Linked DNA regions of Rattus norvegicus: region 2 is linked to region 1. A link is a contact called in public Hi-C data. All regions are on one chromosome and are shown on one strand. The core of a region is the stretch at or near the end of the contact, and the rest is flanking DNA. Distances in the headings are between cores, read along the strand shown.

The links. Hi-C and Micro-C count contacts between places; a contact is called where the count stands out from the background.
Region 2: a Hi-C map of liver shows a contact between it and region 1, with 2.5 times the contacts expected there. The contact joins the promoter of Polr3h here to the enhancer-like site in region 1. A contact is called at or near these places in 5 of 12 Hi-C or Micro-C datasets (hepatocytes, kidney and liver).

What each region holds. Positions count from the first base shown.
Region 1 is chr7:115,278,092-115,282,316 of GRCr8, forward strand. All of the region lies in intron 1 of Aco2 (aconitase 2), which reads left to right. Among named protein-coding and RNA genes, the nearest start is that of Aco2, 14 kb to the left of the region's middle. Within about 2 kb of position 1,985, at least 6 of the 93 cell types and tissues checked have an H3K27ac peak or open chromatin away from gene starts, as enhancers often do. A contact at or near this core is called in liver, where this site is marked.
Region 2 is chr7:115,317,978-115,322,202 of GRCr8, forward strand. It overlaps Polr3h (RNA polymerase III subunit H), which reads right to left and starts at 1,904. Exons shown (of 7, transcript NM_001127295.2): 1 at 1,878-1,904; 2 at 1,487-1,611. The coding sequence starts at 1,597.

The DNA.
Region 1 (4,225 bases), core at 735-3,234:
GGATGGTAGACACTCAGTAAATATTCTGTTGTTACCCAGAAGTTATACTCATTTTAAAAATTAATTCATGGGGCTGGAGAGATGGCTCAGCAGTTAAGAGCACTAATTGCTCTTATAGAAGCCCTGAATTCAATTCCCAGCAGCCACATGGTGGCTCATAACCATCTGTAATGCAATCTGATGCCCTCTTCTGACATGCAAGTGTACATGCAGATAGAGTACTCATATAATAAATAAATAAGTTTAAATAATTCACAATTCACATATTAGTGCTGAACATGTGGTCAGGGCCTTGTGAATAGCTAGATACACACTGCCATCGAGTTGTGTGTCCTGTCCCCAGCGAATTTGTTTTCTAATCATCATCATCATCACTATTAGAGAGAGTCTCATATAGCCCAGACTGGCCTTAAACTCCCAATTCTCCTGTCTCTAGCTCCCAAGGGCTGGGATTGTACCACTATGCCCAGTTTATGTAGTGCTAGGGATTGAGTTTTGTTTTGTTTTTAATTTCATGGACCAGTGAGTTGATTCATTGGGTAATAGAGCCTGCCATTAAATTCTTAACAACCTGAGTTCAATCCTTAGGACCCACATGGTGGAAGGACAGAACTGACTCCTGCAAATTGTCCTCTGACCTCTACACATCTGCCATTTGGCACACATATGACACAGATGGAGGTCAGACAATAGACAACTTTGGGGAGTTGGTTCTGTTCTTCTACTATGAATTCTGGAGGTTGAACTTTGGTCCTGAGATTTGCATAGCAACTACTTATGTCCATTGAGCCCTCTCGGTGGGGCTCAGTGTTACTTCATAAGCCTGTTGCCTATTTTCAGAACTGCTTCCTCGCTGATGGCATTGTGATTGGGATTACAGTTTATGGTTTGGCTGCCAGGCTAGACACTAGAATTGTTATTTTTGTCTCTAAGGTAATTAATGCTTAGGGTAGTCAATTTGCAAAAATGGTTAATGTGAGTGGACACAGTAAAGAAGCTACAGATATGACTGCTTCACAATATGGTTAAAGTTTGTAAAACAAGAGAATAGTCAGAAACATCTGGAAGAGTTCAGAGCAAAGAGAAAAAAGTAGACTGAATGTGGCCAGCAGAGTGGACATGCCAGGGTTAGGGAGCAGGAGATGGGGAGAGGAGGGAACGCAGAGAAAATGAGTAGGTGCAGGAGCAGTAGAGGACAGCTGGTTATAAGGAGGGTGAGTAGCTGTGGGAGGGGAAGGTCAGCACACTGGGGTGGGGACTGTGAAATGTGTAACAGATAGGTGTGTGTGGGACGGAGGGAGCCTGGAGGCTTTGATAAGCTGATAGGTGCAGAAGTGTATCAGTGGAGCCGTGTCAGAGGTAAGGGAAATGACTCCTGGCAGACGAGAACTGCCTCATCCCTCAGGAATGCTGGCTTTTATCTTCTAGAAAACCTAGAGTCCAACTTGAGCTGCCTATATGGGTTGCCTTCCGGAATTTGGACAATTGGACCAGGTGGGTCTGGACAGCTGTTTCTGCACTAAGCTGTTGGTGGAGAAGCCAGCTGAGCCACAGCTGTATAGCTTCTCGATTTGTGCAGGACACAGAGAGGGCTGTAGACAGGCCATGAGTGCACAAGAGTGAGAAGAACCCAAACTAAGGCTGAGCTTGGTGGCACATGCTGTCATCTCAGCAGTGGGAAGCAGAGATCAGCCTGATCTACACAGTGAACTTCAGGCCAGCCAGGGCTTCATAGTGAGACTATCAAAAATAAACACACTAAGAAAAGAAAAGTACTCAAACTACTTAGAGCTTGATGTAGTCTGCCCTGGTTTCACAGTGGTTCTGTGAAGAGACGAGTGCCCAGCTTCAGTTATCTAAAACTGCTTACGTGGTCAGTGGTTGTGCCTAACCCAAACTCAGATCCCAGCCAGTCTGCCCTATCCTGGAGTTCTCTCAGTTTCAGGCTGGGTGTAGTTGCAGCAGAAATACCTTGCCTTTTCTGTGCACTGGAAGTCCTTTGATGTGTCATGGAGCAGGACTTTTACATCAGCTAATGAGGCAGACAGCAAGGCTCTGGTTGCTGGACTTTGAGCTGAAGGAAAAGTAAATCTGAACTCTGCATTGGGAAGGCCATTCGTCAGTGAGGGTGGATGCTGCTTCATGAAGTGGTCTGTTCTCAGCACAGGGTGACCTGAACAGGATGGCAATTGAGGACCTGCACTGAGTTCTGCTGTGGGGACAGAGAGATTCATTGTCCCCAGGAGACTATGAAGGAACCTAGGTCACCAGTGTCAGTTTTCTCCTCTGCAGAGAATCCCATAGGAAGGACACCTAGACAGAGCCTTCATCTGCCTTTCTACTGTCCTTCCTGTGGGCTCTGGGCTGGCTAGCTTATGTCATCTTGACACGAGCTAGAGTTATCTTGGAAGAGGGAGCCTCAGCTGAGAAAATGCCCACTAGATTGGCCTGTGAGTATGCCTGTGGGCATTTTCTTGATTGGGGATTGATGGGGAAGAGCCCACTCACTGTGGACGGTGCGGCACGTGGGCTGTGCACCTGAACGCCATAAGAAAACAGGATGGGGGCTGGAGAGATGGCTCAGTGGTTAAGGGCACCGACTGCTCTTCCCGGGGTCCTGAGTTCAAATCCCAGCAACCACATGGTGGCTCACAACCATCTGTAATGAGATCTGATGCCCTCTTCTGGTGTGTCTGAAGACAGCTACAGTGTACTCATATATATAATAAATAAATAAAATATTTAAAAAAAAAAAAAAAGAAAGAAAACAGGATGGGCAAGTCAGTAAGCAGCACTCCTCCATGGCTTGCTTCTGAGTTTCTGCCCTGACTTCCCTCAGTGATGGGCTGTTACCTGGAAATAAACCCTTTCCTCCCCAAGTTTGGTCATGGTGTTTTAGAGTAGAAACCATGCCTAAGACAGATTAATTTATTTATTCTCGGTCTCTTTCTCTGTTAATGTTGTCAACCAGAGTTTTTTGGTTTGTTTTTTTTTTTTTAAGATTTATTATCTTCAGAAACATCAGTAGAGGGCATCAGATCTCATTTTGTGAGCCACCATGTGGTTGCTGGAACTTGAACTCAGGACTTCTGGAAAAGTAGTCAGTCCTCTTAACCACTATACCTCCAACTCATCATCTAGAGGTTTTTTTGTTTTTGTTTTTGTTTTTGTTTTCTTTTTCTTTTTTTCGGAGCTGGGGACCGAACCCAGGCCTTGCGTTTGCTAGGCAAGCGCTCTACCACTGAGCTAAATCCCCAACCCCCATCATCTAGAGTTTTAAAATTAACTAGTGTATCCTCCATCCTAACTTGTTTACTCGTTGCGGCATAACAAACAGACAGGCCTCAAATCAGAACCTTAAAGCAACAGTCAACATTTATCTCTCACAGTTTCTGGGCTCCAGGAATTTGGGGGTATCTTGTCTGGGTGGTTCTGGCCCAGCCTCAGTTAAGCAGGTGTATCTGGATGAGCTGAGCGCTGTAGTCCAGCAGTGGAGTGCTTGTCTTCCGTGCATGAGGGCCTCAGCACTGCAAACATTTATCAAATGTTCCCTGGGCTTGCATTTCTCTGAAGGCTTGTGTTGGAGTAGAAACATTGCTTTGCCAGGTGGCTCGTTTACAAGGCAGTGCTGGTACTGTTCCTCTCTATATGGACTTCTCCCCAAAATGCTTCTGTGTCTTAACAACATTGTGACAAGCCCGAGTCAACCTGACAGAAGTCACTCATTCAGTGGCCTACATTAGAAGTTGCACAGCATAATTTACCTCCTTGCATTAGAAGTCAGGGAGCAGGGTTGGGGATTTAGCTCAGTGGTAGAGCGCTTGCCTAGCAAGCGCAAGGCCCTGGGTTCAGTCCCCAGCTCCGGAAAAAAAGGAAAGAAAAAGGAAAAAAAAAAAAGGAAGAAGTCAGGAAGCATCCCACATGGTTTTTGAAAGGATGAGGTAATAATGACCAAGCTTAGGACAGGCTCTCCTCATTCATTCTTCCATCCAGGAGACACATAAGATTGTCAGGAGTCTGTAAGATTGTCAGGGAGCCCTCTCCACCCTTTCTTACTGTGCGGTCAGAGTTCTAGCTGTAATGTGGGCATTGTCACAGTTGCTTGAACTTCCACTCCTGAGTGCTCCACAGAGCTTATCAGATCCCCACTACAGACTCCTCTAGGACTTAGCCAATAATGCGTTCCCTTCAGCTGTTGTAACTTGTGGGGTAGAACTTGCCTTTG
Region 2 (4,225 bases), core at 654-3,153, 40 kb after region 1:
GTCAGCATCGTTTTTCCTCCATCTGACGAGCCTCAGGTCTGTGATATACCCCTTCTTCCGGCCTCGGCCTCCTGTAAAGGATCTACCTGTCTCCTATGTAAAGCCAAACCTGTTCTTTCTTCCTGGCTCTCAGATCACCTCCTACTGACTTGAAAAGAACAACTTGGACTGTAAGGCCCTCCAGGGCTCTGTGGTCCGGCTTCTGTCTACAGTTCCTAGACCAGCCTCTGTGTTCCAGCTACACTGGCATTCTCTGTGCTTTCTTAGATGCCACAGCCCTCCTGCCTCAGGACCCTTGCACATGCTAATTGCGCTGTCTCCACAACTCTTTATACCTAACCTGCTCCAACCATCAAATCAGAGTCTGTCTCTTGGCTTCTCCTCGCCGTCAGCTCTCAGGTTAGTGCTGTTTTCTCAGAAGTCACCAATCTCTTTCATCCCAGGTGGCACACCTCTGTTCTCCAGCTGTGTGAATGCCTGTCCTTCATGGCATCCACCCTGGCTCATTAACAAGGGGACCCTCTCAAGCCAGCTCTTCTTCCTCACTATGCTACACGGGCAGAGTCTCTGTCTCCCCTGCCACGCTCTGGCTAAGTACTGGGGATAATGAAAGGATTACATCAGAGAAGGTCTGTATTCACAGAAAGGGACATAATACAGTAACCAAAAGAATACAAGGAAGGGGCCAATGAGCTGGGTCAGCTGGTAAAAAGCCACCTCTAAACCTGACAGCTGAGCTCAATTCCAGAGAGCACGCACTATCCTCTGACCTCTGTACTCACCCACTTGGACAAACTGAGGCCCAGAGTAGGTGACCTGGCCAAGACTGCACAGTAATTGAAGGAGGAAACAGGCATTTTCCGGTTTCCGTTTTACAAACCCATTTCGTACTCTGTTTTGTTTTCCGACAATACGGAGAATCAAACCTCAAATGTCAAGCAAATTTAAGCACTATTCAACACCCCGGTGTTTTTGGTTTTTTTTAGGTTTTTTTGGTTTTTTGTTTGTCTGTTTGTTTGTTTTTGGTTTTTTGGTTTTTTTTTTTTTTTTTTTTTTGAGACGTTTGTTTCTCCGTGTAGCCATGGCTGAGCTCCCTCTGTAGACCAGGCTGGCCTCGAACTCACAGAGATCCACCTGCCTCTGCCTCTTAAGTAATGGGATTAAAGCCATGCGCTACCACCAGCAGTTTCGATGCTTAATTTGTTTGAAACAGGTTTATTATGTTGCCCACGCTGGCCTCGAACTCAGGATCGTCACAAGCCTTATTAACCCAAGAAGCTGGGATGACAGGTATACACTACTTCGTCCAGCCCATTTACTCCCTTGGGTACACGCTGACATCCAAGTCTGGTTTATAAGGAAGGGAAGGAAAGAAACCCTGACATGAAGTTACGTTAAGTGTGTAAGGCCAAGGCTGAAACAAGGGACGGCCAGACAAGCAGCGGGACCGTTCCGGACACTGCCCGGCAACCCGAGGGCCTAGTACCTTGTTGGCCAATTTCTTGTTCAGCTCCTCAGCAATGGAGTCGTTGAGTTTCCGCTCAAACTGCCACGGGGGTATGCGCACGGTGTCCACCATCTCCACCAGCACGAACATCCTGCGCTAGGGCTCTGGAACCCAAAGAAGCTGTTAAGCACGCGGGGCTGAGAACGGTGAGGGGCTGGGGGTCCCCGAGCTGCCCCCATTCCCTCTCGGATTCTAACAAGCCAAGCCTGCAGCCGAGCCGCGCGGGAGGGCAGGGCCTGGGGTCCCGCTTGCGGATGCCACGCTCCTCTCCCGGAGGAACCTGAGGCCCCATTCCTCCAGGCTTGGAGAAGAGCCGACCCCGTCCCATCCCCGCCCCGACCACTCCGCACCACGCGCGGAAGCCACGCACCATTCACGCGCGTCCAGCGGCTCGGAGGCCCCAACGCAGCGCTAGCCAAACCAAATGAACTCAGCTTCCGGAGAACTGACCAATAAGAAGCATCTGCCCGCCCCTACGGGTCGCAGAGCTAGGCAAGGCTCCTGTGAGGGGAGGAGCCTGAAGGTGGGCGGAGCCGCCTGCACTCTCCCGCTACTGAGAGGAGAGGGGCGGGGTACAGCGCTGAGAGGGCGGGGCCTCGTTCTGAAGCCAGCCAACCCCGGCCACTGAGCGAGTCTGGTTGCTAGGCGATAATTCTGCTCTTCCAGCCTGTCTTTTCTTTTGCACAGCAGCTAGAGAGATCCTTTGAAAATACAAATATAACACGTTCAAAATAGTCTTTACTCGGGCTGGAGAGATGGCTCAGAGGTTAAGAGCACCCGACTGCTCTTCCAGAGGTCATGAGTTCAATTCCCAGCAACCACATGGTGGCTCACAACCATCTGTAAAGAGATCCGATGCCCTCTTCTGGTGTATCTGAAGACAGCTACAGTGTACTTATATATAATAAATAAATAAATCTTTAAAAAAAAAATAGTCTTTACTCCAGACAAGTACCCAAGACAGTGGGCAAAAAAGGGTCACCAGGCCTTTCTGGGTGACAGTAATTTTAAGTGGTGCAATTGATGTATGTACTCACTAAAACTCAGCACACTCCGTCCTTAAACAGCTGAATGCAAACAGTCTCACACTTGTAATGCCAGCACTGAGGAGGTAGAGGCTAGATAATCACTGCAAGTTCAAGACCAGTTTGAGTTACAAAATAAGACTTTGTTTTAGCGGCTCCCTTCCCCGCCGCCCCCCCCCCCCAACACAAAATTTTGGTCAGCCAAACATAGTGGCAAACACACCTGAATTCCAGCACTTAGAAAGTAAAGACAAAAAAAAAAAAAAAAAAAAAAAAAAAACGGGGCTGGAGAGATGGCTCAGTGGTTAAGAGCACTGATCGATTGCTCTTGCCAAGGTCTTGAGTTCAGTTCCCAGCAACCACATGGTGGCTCACAACCATCTGTAATGGGATCCGATACCCTCTTCTAGTGTGTCTAAGGGCAGTGACAGTGTACTCACAGTCGTTCAATAAATAAAATAAGATCTTTTTTAAAAAGACAGAAAAACTAGACATTCAGATCAGCTACTTAGTGAGTTCAAGATCACCCTGGGGTACAAGAGACTTTTTTTTTTTTTGTAACTCTTTCTTTTTATATATTTTTTTAATTTATTTTTATTGGATATTTTTATTTACATTTCAAATGTTATTCCCTTTCCCGGTTTCCAAGACATAAGCCCCCTATCCCCCTCCCCTTCTTCTATAAGGGTGTTCCCCTCCCCATCCAAACCCCCTTCTCTACCCCCAGCACATTCCCCTACACTGAGGGTCCAACCTTGGCAGGACCAAGGCTTCTACCATTGATGCCCAACAAGGCAGGCCTTCCTCTGCTACATATCCAGTTGGAGCCATGAGTCAGTCCATGTATAGTCTCTGGGTATTGAGACACTTGCTTTTAAAAAAAAAAAAAAAAAAAGGCCTAACAATACTTGTGCACACTTTAATCCCGGCACTTGGAAGGCAGGGGCAGACAGATCTCAGAGTTTGAGGGCAGCTGGGTCTACAGAGCAAGTTCCTGGACAACCAGAGCTGAACAGAAAAAAAAAATCTTGTCTCAAAAAAAAAGAAAGAAAGAAAGAAAAGTAAAAAGGGCTGGAGAGATGGCTCAGTGGTTAAGAACACTGACTGCTCTTCCAGAGGTCCTGAGTTCAATTCCCAGCAACCACATGGTGGCTCACAACCATCTATAGTGGGATCGGATGCCCTCTTCTGGTGTGTCTGAAGACAGCTACAGTGTACTCATACACATAAAATAAATAATTCTTTTTAAAATATGAGCTCTTGGGGTTGGGGATTTAGCTCAGTGGTAGAGCGCTTGCCTAGGAAGCGCAAGGCCCTGGGTTCGGTCCCCAGCTCTGAAAAAAAAGAACCAAAAAAAAAAAAAAAAAATATGAGCTCTTGCTCTTACTCCTCTCCTCTTTCTCCCACTCCCTGCTTTTCCCTCCTCACTTCTCATCCCCCATAACGTGCTCATGGCTGGCCTCTACTCCTCTACTCTCTGCCTTTCTCTGTCTCCACTACCCCCACAACTCCCCTCCTCATGCTCTAAATAAACTCTATCCTATATTTTTAAAAAAATGAAAGAAATGAAGAAAAGAAAAAGAAAACTTTTCTTCCTGGGCATGGTGGGGCACAGTTTTAATCCCAGCGCTTGGAAGGGGCAGAGGCAGTAGGAATTCTGAGAGTTCAAGGCCAACCTGGGCTACCAAAAGAG